2 separate regions of the Mus musculus genome follow, and region 2 is linked to region 1. A link is a contact called in public HiChIP or PLAC-seq data. All regions are on one chromosome and are shown on one strand. The core of a region is the stretch at or near the end of the contact, and the rest is flanking DNA. Distances in the headings are between cores, read along the strand shown.

Evidence for each region. HiChIP or PLAC-seq counts read pairs in DNA pulled down with a chosen protein or histone mark.
Region 2: an H3K27ac HiChIP or PLAC-seq map of embryonic stem cells shows a contact between it and region 1, with 10 read pairs. The contact joins the promoter of Ucp3 here to the enhancer-like site in region 1. A contact is called at or near these places in 10 of 39 promoter capture datasets (the 3T3-L1 cell line, 3T3-L1-derived adipocytes, the C10 cell line and 7 more), 3 of 15 datasets of contacts at CTCF or cohesin (CD8 T cells, the G1E-ER4 cell line and large pre-B cells), 13 of 484 Hi-C or Micro-C datasets (the Ba/F3 cell line, the C2C12 cell line, Sertoli cells and 10 more), 11 of 115 datasets of contacts at active chromatin or transcription factors (the HPC-7 cell line, double positive thymocytes, embryonic fibroblasts and 7 more) and 3 of 9 other capture datasets (adipose tissue, liver and pancreatic islet).

What each region holds. Positions count from the first base shown.
Region 1 is chr7:100,428,815-100,431,752 of GRCm38.p6, reverse strand. C2cd3 (C2 calcium-dependent domain containing 3) reads right to left here. Exons shown (of 33, transcript NM_001017985.3): 21 at 1,435-1,703; 22 at 927-1,016. Among named protein-coding and RNA genes, the nearest start is that of Gm10603, 39 kb to the left of the region's middle. Within about 2 kb of position 1,557, at least 76 of the 459 cell types and tissues checked have an H3K27ac peak or open chromatin away from gene starts, as enhancers often do. A contact at or near this core is called in the G1E-ER4 cell line, adipose tissue, bone marrow-derived macrophages and 8 more, where this site is marked.
Region 2 is chr7:100,471,593-100,474,530 of GRCm38.p6, reverse strand. It overlaps Ucp3 (uncoupling protein 3 (mitochondrial, proton carrier)), which reads right to left and starts at 1,540. Exons shown (of 7, transcript NM_009464.3): 1 at 1,437-1,540.

The sequences.
Region 1 (2,938 bases), core at 308-2,807:
GCCAGGGCTACACAGAGAAACCCTGCCTCAAAAAAAACAAAAAACAAAAAACCCAAACAAACAAACAACAACAACAAAAACAACAAAGAAAAAGAAAGAAAGAAAGAAAGAAAGAAAGAAAGGAAGAAAGAAAGAAAGAAAACATACCCACGCTGGGTTGGGAGCCTGCGTTCCTCTGACCACTGAGACCCAGTGAGATTAGACAGGAAGGACAAGGCTAGAAATTGGAAGATTTGAGTTCTTTCCTTGGTTTAGACTCCAAACTAGTGGTTTGTTCTGGATAAGTCATTAATCTCCCATAGTGATCTTATTTACTCAAGTTGGTCGATTGCTAAATGAAACAATGGCTGAGGAAGTGCTTTGAAGGGAAGTGCTATAGAATCTGAAACACTGCCCTGGTATTGTGAGTGCAAAGGAAAGGGAATGGAGCAAGAAGCTGTATCCTGGGCCCAGTGCCAGGCCGGGCCTGTTTGTTCAGGCCTCTACGCAGTTATCTTTATTCTACTGTAGTGGAGAACAGAGAGGCAAAGGAATGGGTAAATGATGACTACACTGCAAATTGTGAAAACGCAAACGCAATAGCAATGTGGTTCTGGCCAATTAGCTTCTTTGAGATCATCTGGTCTGCCAAATGGAAACAGTGCTTCTTTATCCTGCTGGAAGTTTACTGTAAGGTCAAACAAAGCCCAAGGAACGATGTTACATCATGCCATATATGCAGAAGTACTGCTACTGTCTTCTCAACATGGCACCAGTTTTCCTAAAGTAGGGTGAGTATGACCTCTGACATTGGGACAGTTTTTACCATGCCTGAGAGAACTGTGAGGTACCTGGGTGAGTTCATAGCATGTGTTAGGGGACAGAATTCCTTGTGTATTTTGCAATGGGAGCTAGACAGGATTACCTCATCATGACAACATCCTTACCAGATCTTTTGACCAGCAGATCTTTCGTTGGAACCTTTACTATTCCAAGCAGATAATCCTTGCACGACTGGATACTGGTTATATCACTGACTGTTGAGTGAAGCAAAAATGAGGAGTTACTGGTGGGCACTGAGGCCTCTCTGTTTACAGTAGACTCCTAGAACATTTCAGCTCTACACATATATCAGGGCTGAGACAATGCATTAGGGATTCTCCTGTTCCCATGCTAGTCAGAGTCTGAAGGTCTTTCAGGCTGTTAATCACACCTTCCTTTTGCAGGCACACGGGAAAGTGCACAAACCTCCTGAGCACAGAACCACTCTCACTCACACTCATGCACTAACATCTGAACACTCTTTCATGAACATGTCACGTCTTACTTTTGCTCTGGCCTTTGGAAGTTGTAAAGATTATAACTCCTACTTCTCAAGTTTTCAAGTATTGCCTAGGAAGGAATATGCCATCCGAAAGAGAGCCTTATGTCGTTCTGAAGGCATTTGCTGCTTACCTGATTTGGTATTTTCATGATAGATAGCAAAAATAATTTCTGCAAACTCCAACAGCTCTGCCAGGAAGCAGGCTTCTCCACTACAGTGCTGAGTCACCAGGTTACACGGGAACTCAATGTGGTGGGAGAACTCAGGGCAGAAGGAGCAGGCCACAGGGCGGGTTTGGCGCTGCTCCCCCTTGGGCAGAAATGAGAGATGGGCGGTGACAGAAGCATTGACTCCAACGGTGGCGCTAAACTGTAAAGCGGGTTCCTGCTCAGCCAACGCCCTGTAGGGGACAAAAGGAGATGAGAAGAAGTTACCCCGACACATTAGAAATCTGCTTGCGTGCCCAGGAATTATCTCTGCTAGTCCCACACCATCCTGAGCATGCTTAGCAACAGCTCTCTATCGAGGCTTTTGGCAGTGCCGTAATGTGCTTTCTTAGCAACCTAGATCTGACTGCACATTTACATGGACGTTCAGGGGGTAAAAAGCTGGAAGAAAATATTAAAACTTGTTATTATATATACTAAAGCTTATCTGTAGGACACTTTTCATAATGTATTTAGCATATTAATATAGATGTACCTGAAGATAATTTATACATAAAAAAGCACACCCCAACTTGAAACTATGCTAACTTTTAAATTAAAATGCTCAGTTAAAACTGGGATACCACTGCTACTAAAAATGGGAAACTCAAAAGTTTTAATGTAGGGAGTAACCTGATTAAAAACTACCCTGAGGTGCTGGATATAAGGTTACCCTGTCACTATAATAAAGTGAGACAAAAACTAGATTTCTTTACTATCTTACTTTAGAACATACCAAAGCAAGATCAGTCTGTAAACCTAACACTCTTGCATAGCCTGGGTGACCCTTGTAGCTTAACAGGTTCAACTTTGACTCTCGTCTCGCCTGCCCTTCTTCTAGATAAAATGTAATAAGAAAGACAATGCAGCAAAGTGTTGTTCCTTTGGGCCCTTTCCCAGATGAGCAAATCCCAGTTAGATGCTCCAAGTCCTCTGCAGCCCTCTCTGCTTCCCCCTGGTGTTTACTTCCTGTCACTGCAATTAGCAGTAAACCCAACTTGTTCAATGAAATTGATACCTGTGATCTTAGTGCAGCGCCTTTAGTGTCATTTGTTATTGGCAGATGATTATGACCAATTTTATTAGCTCTGGTATTTGGGGTCAGAGAAGGCTCATCAAGCTCTTGTAGAGAATCCTGGTTCTGTTCCTGGAACCCACACCGAGTGGTCCACAACTGCCTGTAACTAACTTTTAGCTCAGACACCTTCTTCTAGACTCCAAGGGTATTTGAATGAACATGGTACACACACATCAAATAAAATAAAATTTATAAATATTGCTTGAAAGAAGTTATTTTTAGTACATTTTCATTATCTATTTTTGTGTGTCACTCATTGAGGTCAGAGGACAACTTCTAGCGGTTGTTTTCTCCTTCCATATGTTGCATTCCAGGGATTAAATTCAGATCATGAGGCCTGGTAACAAACAC
Region 2 (2,938 bases), core at 291-2,790, 43 kb before region 1:
TCCTGAGAGGGATTAAAGGTGTGTGCCACCACGCCCAGCTGTGGGTAAGTTCTCTAGAATTCCCTTCTTCAAAGCCTGTCTGGGGACCACTCAGGCACTAGCAGAACCATCCTGTGTTCTGCTCTGCTTTGGAGAGAAACACTGAGGTTAGACAGGCAAAGGACCTGGGTATGGCTGCTGTCAGGGACTGACTTCTGAGTCCTTTCTGCTGGAGGGAACCTCAGGTGATGTTGGTGCTGAGTCAGGTCCTGCAGAAGGCACGGAATGGAATTTTCTCCCCACGGAGGCCAGGCGTGTCCCTGGAGTTTTTGCTTCCCTGTCAATCCGGGCTTCCCTCTTGTACCCACTTTGTCCTCTGCTACTTCTGACCCTACTGTCTTGTAGCGCTGCCCCATTATCAGTGACTCTTCTGGCTCTGTCGGAGCCTCCAGGCAGGGACAAGATCAACTTACCCTCCTCTGTGAAAACTGTTATAGGGAAGGTCTTAAGTCAGACCATCGTGCCAAAATGAGGAGACAGGAAATGAGGTCAAAGATGATCTCAGGGCCCTTTGGTAGAAGGCTGCGAATGCCAAGGTTACACTTAGTCCAGGGTGGGTGGGGGCCTGGGCCGTCAGAGCATGCTGGTGCAGGCAGCAAGAATAGATGAGAAGGGAGCCTTGGGGCTCTAACACCACTGAGGATACTGCTGGAAAGGTGCTCTCAAGAGACACTGAAGCACGAACTTGGTTAAGAGCTTGCAATTGTGTGTACCCAAGTTTTGAAGGAGTGCCCCCAAACCATCCATCAGAAAGAGAAAGGATGAGCAGACAGACTTGAGTATGTGGGTGAGGCTACAATGCCTGGCGCAGTAGGGAACGCCCTGAGGTCTGAGCTTCCCAACCTCCTCCTTGGCGCACCTCGGTTATTATCGGTCTGATGCCCCCAGCTGGAAGTGGAAGTTGAGAACAATCCTCACCCTGTAGCTCTACTGGGGTACCCACAACATGAGGTACTCTAGCCTATAGGGCCAACCCAACTCTCTCCAACAATACATCCGCATCAAGGATGCCACTAGACAGAGTGACCACGGGCTCTAGACCAGGCTTCAGGCCAGAGGTGCCCTCATCATCTCTACCCAGGAAGGGCCCCAGGATCCTTGCTGGAGAGGGCTTTGTGCTCCGTGGGGATCCTGGGCCAAAGGAGAGGGACACTTTTCATCTGGCATTTGTAAGATCCCAGCAGAGGAGTCAGCAAAACACGGGAGTTGTGAGGAGTCACATAGATGTGGAAGTCAAGGCCCTCCCCAGGCCTGCAGTTCCTTCATCTTTACTAGGTGGGAGCTAGACCGGCTCACTCTCGGTCTCTCACGCAGTGCTGAGTGATCCCAGCAAGCTCCTGGCTGTGAGCATCCATGGAAGGGAAAAAGGGAGAGGAGAGCAGAGTATGGGGTCTTACCTGTGCGTCTAGCCAAGGTTGGGTAGTGCAGGGCCACCCTAAGGCTCCACTCCATTAGGTAGCAGCAGGATCTGACGGCCGGGCCTCACCATTCACTGTTGTCTCTGCTGTCCCTGGCTCGGCACTGGCCCTGTGCACCAGCTGACCTGAAACCTAATTCTGAGAAGCTAGTTGACAGTCTGATCACTTGACAAGAGGCAGGCTGCGGGGAGGGGACCAGTGAGTTCCAGATCTGGTTTAGCTTCCGTGACCTGGGGCTCTTTAATGTGGCTCCTTTGAGCTTTCAAGAGGAGAGCTACCTTGGTGGCCAGGAGGTGTGTGACAGCATTTGTCACCTTTGAGAGCCCAAAGGACAAGGTCTCTTAGGACAGGGGCTCTCCAGGATCCTATACAATGGTTACAGGTGTCACTTCTTAGAGGCCTGACATTCTCAAGAGGGGAGAGGAGAAGACGGGGCAGAGAAGGTAGAGGACATCTTGGTGCCAAGATATGCTTGATATTTCAGGCACAGCGCTTCTATTTCCCACATCTCTAGGAAGCAGGATCCTAAATTTAAAAACAAAGGACAACAGATGTATTGTACACAGCATGTGATTTGCCCACATAGAGCACACAATAGTGTTTAGTACAGTCTGGTTGATCAACTACTACATGCTAGTTCAGAACACTTTCATCATGGCTCAAAGACAAAAACAGAACAAGTCACCCCCTTTCCCTTCCCCCAGCTTCAGGCAACCACTCGTCTTTATTCTGCTTCTTAATTTGCTTGTTCTAGATGCTTTGTTTGAGTAGGATTATATAGAATGTATAGCCTCTTGTGGCTGGTTTCTTTCACAGTGGTGTTAACACACTGCACTGTACCGGTAGACACTGACGTACTGTGTAGAGCCCTCATGTGTCAATGCTTACTTTACACAGAAAACTGACTGTCAAGGACAGACAGCTAGGTCACTGCAGGCCTGACTTGCCTGTAACCTATACCACACTTTGGGTCTATCAGCTGCAATCCTGATTCCTCATGACATGGACATGCTGGGACCGGAGATGGGGCAGGGTGAGCAGAATCCCTTGCAGCAACCACCGTAGGCTGGTCCATCTGCAGGCGCTGAGGTTAAAGACTGGGTGGGCACAGCTGAAGTTGGGAGCCAGGTGGCATAGAAGGGAAACTAAAAGGAGAGGGGAGAGGAGATAAGTAGGACAGAGAAGGTAGAGGACATTTTGGAACTTGAGCGCAGCGCCATGGCAGGGTGGGTGCTGTGACATCTAGACTGTCTATCCTGTTTCTTGGACCAGGACCTGCTCACTGCTTTGAGCTCAGTCTGGAACTATTAATCTGGACATGGGCAGGACTGTGGGAACCATGTGGGGGCTGGGGCTACAAGTAGAAGTCAAACTAGAGGCAGCAGGTTCTGGAGAAACCCAGAGGGAGGAGAGCTCAGGCCTAGCTAGAGTCAAACCTCTGCTGGGAGTTTTAAGGTTGGCTGCTACAGTCTCTGGGTCAC